2 separate regions of the Zea mays genome follow, and region 1 is linked to region 2. A link is a contact called in public Hi-C data. All regions are on one chromosome and are shown on one strand. The core of a region is the stretch at or near the end of the contact, and the rest is flanking DNA. Distances in the headings are between cores, read along the strand shown.

What was found. Hi-C and Micro-C count contacts between places; a contact is called where the count stands out from the background.
Region 1: a contact with region 2 is called in a Hi-C map of ear, with 2.6 times the contacts expected there. The contact joins the promoter of LOC100382579 here to the promoter of LOC100191397 in region 2. A contact is called at or near these places in 3 of 25 Hi-C or Micro-C datasets (ear, endosperm and tassel).

Annotation. Positions count from the first base shown.
Region 1 is chr5:86,083,358-86,086,537 of Zm-B73-REFERENCE-NAM-5.0, reverse strand. It overlaps LOC100382579, which reads left to right and starts at 1,924. Exons shown (of 1, transcript NM_001398740.1): 1 at 1,924-3,180. The coding sequence starts at 2,220.
Region 2 is chr5:85,353,112-85,356,260 of Zm-B73-REFERENCE-NAM-5.0, reverse strand. It overlaps LOC100191397 (Pentatricopeptide repeat-containing protein), which reads left to right and starts at 1,405. Exons shown (of 1, transcript NM_001136831.1): 1 at 1,405-3,149. The coding sequence starts at 1,704.

The DNA.
Region 1 (3,180 bases), core at 675-3,174, 730 kb before region 2:
CTGTGCACGCCCAGATCTTATCTCCCTTACCTCTTTGACTCGATCTCGTTCTCTGTGATGTATGAGATGGATCTAATGTAATATTCGGGATCGAGTTATGAGTTGATAGAACGTAGATTTTCTGTGAGGATTTTTTTGTACCTTTTCTAATCTGCTCTGTCATCTAGGCCGTGGATGTAAAAGATCCCGAGCCACTGTGATCTCTGTTGACCCAGATTTAAAACTGATCAGGGTTAGGTTATTAAACCCTAACCCTAAAACATCGATCTGTTTTTACTATCTCGAATCTTCTGGGTTTGGCCGAGACCAAATCTCTGTTAGTGGCCAAAACCCTAGATTTAGGGTTAGGTAAACCCTAACCCGAGAGATAAAAAATATTCTTTCTATTTTAATCTATCTGTTCTCGGGTGATAAACGAAAAAAATAGTTCAATCATGTTGATCCGAGACTTTTCTGTGATCTCATAAAACTGATGCGGATTAGGAGATCTAGGGTTCTTAGGACGGCTTTGATACCATTGTTAGAATCTATACTGCCTAGGATCGATTCCTAAGTCCCTAGAATACCAATCCGTCTGTAACTGAAAGTAAAATCTTGATGACGTGTAGATCTGATCTACTATCTACTGAGAGGAACGGGGAAACACACCTTTATTGTTGTTGCTATCTTCATACCGTCGCCCTGCAGAGAAGCAGCAGGCATCGGGATCCGAGCCGCTGTAGGTTGTCGCGTTTCTAAACACTCCGACGTCTAGGCGATGGGGCCTCTGAGGACTAGGGTTTTGGGGCGAGGTACTAGCGTTAGTTTTTCCTGCGACCCCTTAGTCCTATATATAGCGTCGTGTGTCTGGGGGCTCCAACCGAGGTTAGTGTGGACCCTCCCGATCAAGGGCCCGATTAAAGGAACGATAGTTGGGTTAAGCCCAATCCAGTCTCTATTGACCGGCTGTAGAGGACACACCCAACACACAGCACAGCGCCGACATGCAGTGATTCCCGTGAAATGATCACAATGGTGATCTGTATAGAATAGATCGGTGCATGTACAATCCAATTGCTAGTAAGGCCATTCCTTGATCGTAGTTTCATTTTTATTAAATGAGATGACGTATCACTATATTTGATGACATGACACGATATTTATAATGAAAGATACGGAGAGAGTTTCATGTGATAAGAGAGAATTTTATTTGGATAAAACTTAGGATACATGGTTTTTATAAATAAAAATTGATGTATCACTTTTGGAAACCGTGTAATGAATCTTCTAATGAGAATGGCCTAATAATCAGTAAGTTTATTAGCACGTTTTAGGCTATCTGCACTGAAGAACTGTGAAGGAAACGATACAGATGGAGTAACGTATCCAGTAAAAAAGTCCTACAGCCACTTACTTCACCGTGAGATAGAGTAGAAATTCTCGCTGGTCATGATAGAATATTTTTTAGAGTAAAAATTTAGGTTTGTACGTGTGATTTTAGCTGCCAAATCTAATGCTATTGGAAAACCTTGATCCTGACAAGGATGGCCATGTACTTTACCGTGAAATGGTAGAAGGAATCCTCTGCACCCCCAAATGCCACCTGCCCTTCAATCCCCGGGTCGGGTGCAGAAGCAGATGCACTCAACAATTGCACCAGTCAGCCCATAATGACTCGCTCGCTACTCCGGCTTCCCTGGGCTGACGAGGTGAGGTGAGTGAGGCAGAGGCAGGCCGAGGGGGCGCCCGCGGCGGCTGCTTGCTTTTGTTGCCTTGCTCCCGCTCCAATTTATGGCGATTTTAAATGCCACCAGCGAGGAGTTGGGCGCATCAATGGCGTCGCCTCCCCTCATCACACCTCGTAGCTACTGCTAGCTTCCTCTTCGCTCATCCCCCCCCCCCCCCCCCCCCCCCCCCCCCCCGCGTCGTCCCCTCCGCTTCCTTCAATCCTTCGTCATCCTCCGTCTCTATTCTCCACGTTGGGTTCTCTTGGCGCGCCACTCCCCACAAGAAATGGTACTCTCTTTTTTGGGATTTCCGTTCCACCGGTACCAGCCTTGCCTTGTCTTGGAGTGTTGACATCTCTGCGTGCTCGCTTCGCTGGCCTGCCGCTCGGCGCTTGCTGCTGTTGACCGAGGGTTCCAATTCAAACCTCCTTCTTGGCTGGTCGACGCACTCGTTTTCCCAGCAAAAGCAAAAAGGATCTACTAGGTGGGGCCGACGACGACGAGGCCGGAGGCATGGTGGCGGAGCCGGAGCCGCAACCGCTGGTGCACAAGGTGTTCTCGATGGCGGCGACGTCGCCGTCGTTCTCCTCCTCCAAGAAGGTGCGGCCGGCGGCGAGCGCCAAGGGCGGCGGCGCGGCGGGGGGCGACGGCAGGGTGGGTATCCTGTCCTTCGAGGTGGCGAACGCCATGTCGCGAGCGGCGAGCCTCTACCGCTCGCTCTCCGACGCCGAGGCGGCGCGCCTGCTCGGCCCGCAGTGCCTCGGGAGCCACGCCGTGCGCGCGCTCGTGCCCGGCGACGACGCGCGCCTCCTGGCGCTGGCGCTCGCCGAGAAGCTGGACGCGCTGAACCGCGTGGCGGCGGTGGCCTCGCGCCTCGGCCGCCGGTGCGCGGCCCCGGCGCTCGCGGGCTTCGGCCACGTCTACGCCGACCTCCTGGCCGGCCGCGCCGACGCGGGCGCGCTCGCCGCCGTCGCCTCCCGCTCCGACGCCGCGCCGCTCGTGCGCAGGCTCGACCGCGTCGCCGCCGCCACCGCCGCGCTCTACGCCGAGCTCGACGCGCTCGCCGAGCTCGAGCAGTCGGCGCGGAGGCCGCCCACGGACCAGGCCCGCCGCGCGCTCGAGCAGCGCGCGCGGTGGCGTCGCCACGACGTGCGCCGGCTCAGGGACGCGTCGCTCTGGAACTGGACCTACGACAGGGCCGTGCTCCTGCTCGCGCGCGCCGTGTGCGCCATCTACGGCCGCATCCGCCTCGTGTTCGGCGACCCCGTTCTGGGGCTCGACCTGCTGGCCATGACGGGAGTCGGCGAGTCGGGGCAATGCGAGCAAATCCCGCAGCTCTCCGGTATGGTGGCAGCAGATTCAGGCCCCGTACTCCAAAGCAGTCTCAGCGATGGCAGGTCAGCGCCGATCTGCAGAGTCGATCATCCAGACATGTCGCGGCCAGTGAGTTTTCGGTCGAGCTGTGGAGCCAGCC
Region 2 (3,149 bases), core at 156-2,655:
ATTAGACAACATGGATGGGAAGATCTATTTGAGGATACAAAATCATTTTGCATTCAATATAATATCATTGTGCCAAACATGTTGGATACAACCACTGCTAGAGGTCGCTCAAGAGGTCGTGGAGGTCAGTTGATAACTTACCATCATCACTTGAAACATGAAATATTTAATGTGGTGCTTGACCAACTTATTGTGGAGTTCAACAACCGTTTTGGTGAAAGATCTACCCAATTATTGAGATGCATTGCCTGCCTTGATCCAAGAAATTCTTTTGCCAATTTTGATGGAGATAAGTTAATTGAGCTTGCTAAATTGTATGATGCGGATTTCTCTACATATGATTGCATAGTATTGAAAGACCAACTTGAGATATTCATTATTGATATGAGAGCTGATCCAGATATTCTAAGTTGCAATGACCTAGGTGATCTTGCTGTGAGAATGGTTCAGAGTGACAGGCATGTTGTCTTTCCATTTGTATATCGTCTCATTGAATTAGCTTTAATTTTACCAGTGGCAACAGCATCTGTGGAGAGATCTTTCTCATCTATGAATATCATTAAAACTGAGTTGCGGAATAAGACAGGAGACGAATGGCTTAACCATCGTATGATGTGTTATATTGAGAGGGATATATTTACAAGTATTGAGGATGCAAAGATATTGGATTATTTTCAAGGCATGAGAACCCGCAGAGTGAATCTACCTCGTACTAGTGGTATGTACCAATTATTAATATTATTAAATTTATTCAACATTACCTTTCAAGTCGCGTTCTTAACATGATTTTCGTCAAGGTTCTGGAGCAAGAAGCACTGATGTTGATGTTGACATGATACATTTTGGAGGAGCTACATTATAATTTGTATGTCATCTTTAATATCTATGACAACGTTGTTTCGTACAATTTATTTATATGCTACTATTAGAGTTTACGGTCGTTTCGGCCCGGGTCTTGGTTAATTTCTGGGTCCGCCACTGTTCTGTATGGCAGCATTTCACTAACCAAACACGATATAAATGGACAAGGCTGTTCAACTGTCTACAAGTTATTTGCCTAGGATAGAGAAAATAAGAGAGAAGCATGTCGTCAGTCGTCACACTTAGCTAGTAAGAGAAAATAAGAGAAACATATCTTGGCGAGTTGAGTTAACTCTGTAAGTGATGATAATGAAATATGGAAAATATACCAATTCATTTTGAAAGATATACTTATAATCTTTAAAAATCAAGGATAAAAGTAGAGTTATATCATAAGAATGAATGAAAAACCAGCAATAAACAGAAGGTGTTTTTCACCGACTATTGGATAAGCTGATTTTCTAACAGTCAGAAACTATGCTAGACAGGGTCCAATCAACTTTCTCATAAAAGATGCACTCCTCTCGTTTCTCGCCGCGATGGCCAACCTAGCGGCCCAGCTCGCTGCCGTGCTCCAGGCCTGCATCAAGCGTAGCGGTGGCCGCAAGCCCAGCCGCTCAAACGCCAAGGCCGCGCACGCGCGCGTCCTCGCCGCCGGCCTCGCCGCAGATACCTTCCTCCTCAACCGCCTCGTCGAGCTCTACTCCCTCTCGGGCCTGCCATGCCACGCGCTCCGCGCCTTCCGCGCGCTGCCCCACCCCAACGTCTACTCCTACAACGCCGCCATCTCAGCTGCCTGCCGCGCGGGGGACCTCGCCGCCGCCCGGGACCTGCTCGGCCGAATGCCCGACCGGAACGCCGTCTCCTGGAATACCGTCATCGCCGCCGTCGCGCGGTCGGGCTCCCCGGGGGAGGCGCTAGAGATGTACCAGGGGATGCTGCAGGAGGGCCTCGCGCCGACGAACTTCACGCTGGCCAGCGTGCTCAGCGCGTGCGGCGCCGTGGCCGCGCTCGACGACGGGAGGCGCTGCCATGGGCTCGCCGTCAAGGTCGGGCTCGACGGGCACCAGTTCGTCGAGAACGGGCTCCTCGGCATGTACACAAAGTGCGGGAGCGTCGCCGACGCGGTCAGGCTGTTCGACGGGATGCCTAGCCCGAACGAGGTGTCGTTCACGGCGATGATGGGCGGGTTGGCGCAGGGCGGGGCCGTCGACGATGCCCTCAGGTTGTTCGCGCGGATGAGCAGGACCGGGATTCGTGTTGATCCGGTAGCGGTCTCCAGTGTTCTCGGCGCCTGCGCGCAGGCCTGCGCTGGTGACTACAATGTCGCTCGTGCAATCCAGCTCGCACAGTCCATCCATGCATTGGTTGTCAGAAAAGGTTTTGGATCGGACCAACACGTGGGTAACTCGTTGGTTGATCTGTACGCGAAGGGCATGAAGATGGATGAGGCCATCAAAGTCTTTGAGTCGTTGTCCAGTGTTAGTATTGTTTCTTGGAACATTCTTATAACTGGGTATGGTCAGCTGGGATGCTATGAGAGGGCCATGGAAGTTCTTGAGTTTATGCAAGAGTCAGGCTTTGAGCCCAATGAGGTAACCTACAGTAACATGCTTGCTTCTTGTATTAAGGCAAGGGATGTTCCGTCTGCTCGTGCAATGTTTGACAAGATACCAAAGCCAAGTGTGACTACATGGAACACCCTATTATCTGGCTACGGCCAGGAGGAACTGCATCAAGAAACAATCGACTTGTTTAGGAGAATGCAACATCAAAATGTGCAGCCTGACCGGACAACTTTAGCTGTGATACTCAGTTCATGTTCTAGATTAGGAAATTTCGAACTGGGCAAGCAAGTGCATTCTGCTTCAGTAAGACTACTGCTTCATAATGACATGTTTGTTGCGAGTGGTCTGATAGATATATATTCAAAGTGTGGTCAGGTTGGCATCGCACTGATCATTTTCAACATGATGACCGAGAGAGATGTGGTATGCTGGAATTCCATGATCTCAGGTTTGGCTATCCATTCTTTGAGTGAAGAGGCCTTCGATTTCTTGAAGCAGATGAGGGAAAATGGGATGTTCCCCACAGAATCCTCTTATGCTAGTATGATCAATTTGTGTGCTAGATTGTCATCCATACCTCAAGGTAGGCAGATGCATGCACAGGTTCTGAAGGATGGTTATGATCAGAATGTATACGTTGGCTGTTCCCTGATCGACATGTATGCTAAATCTGGCAACATGGATGATGCACGCCTTTTCTTTAACTGCATGATTGTGAAG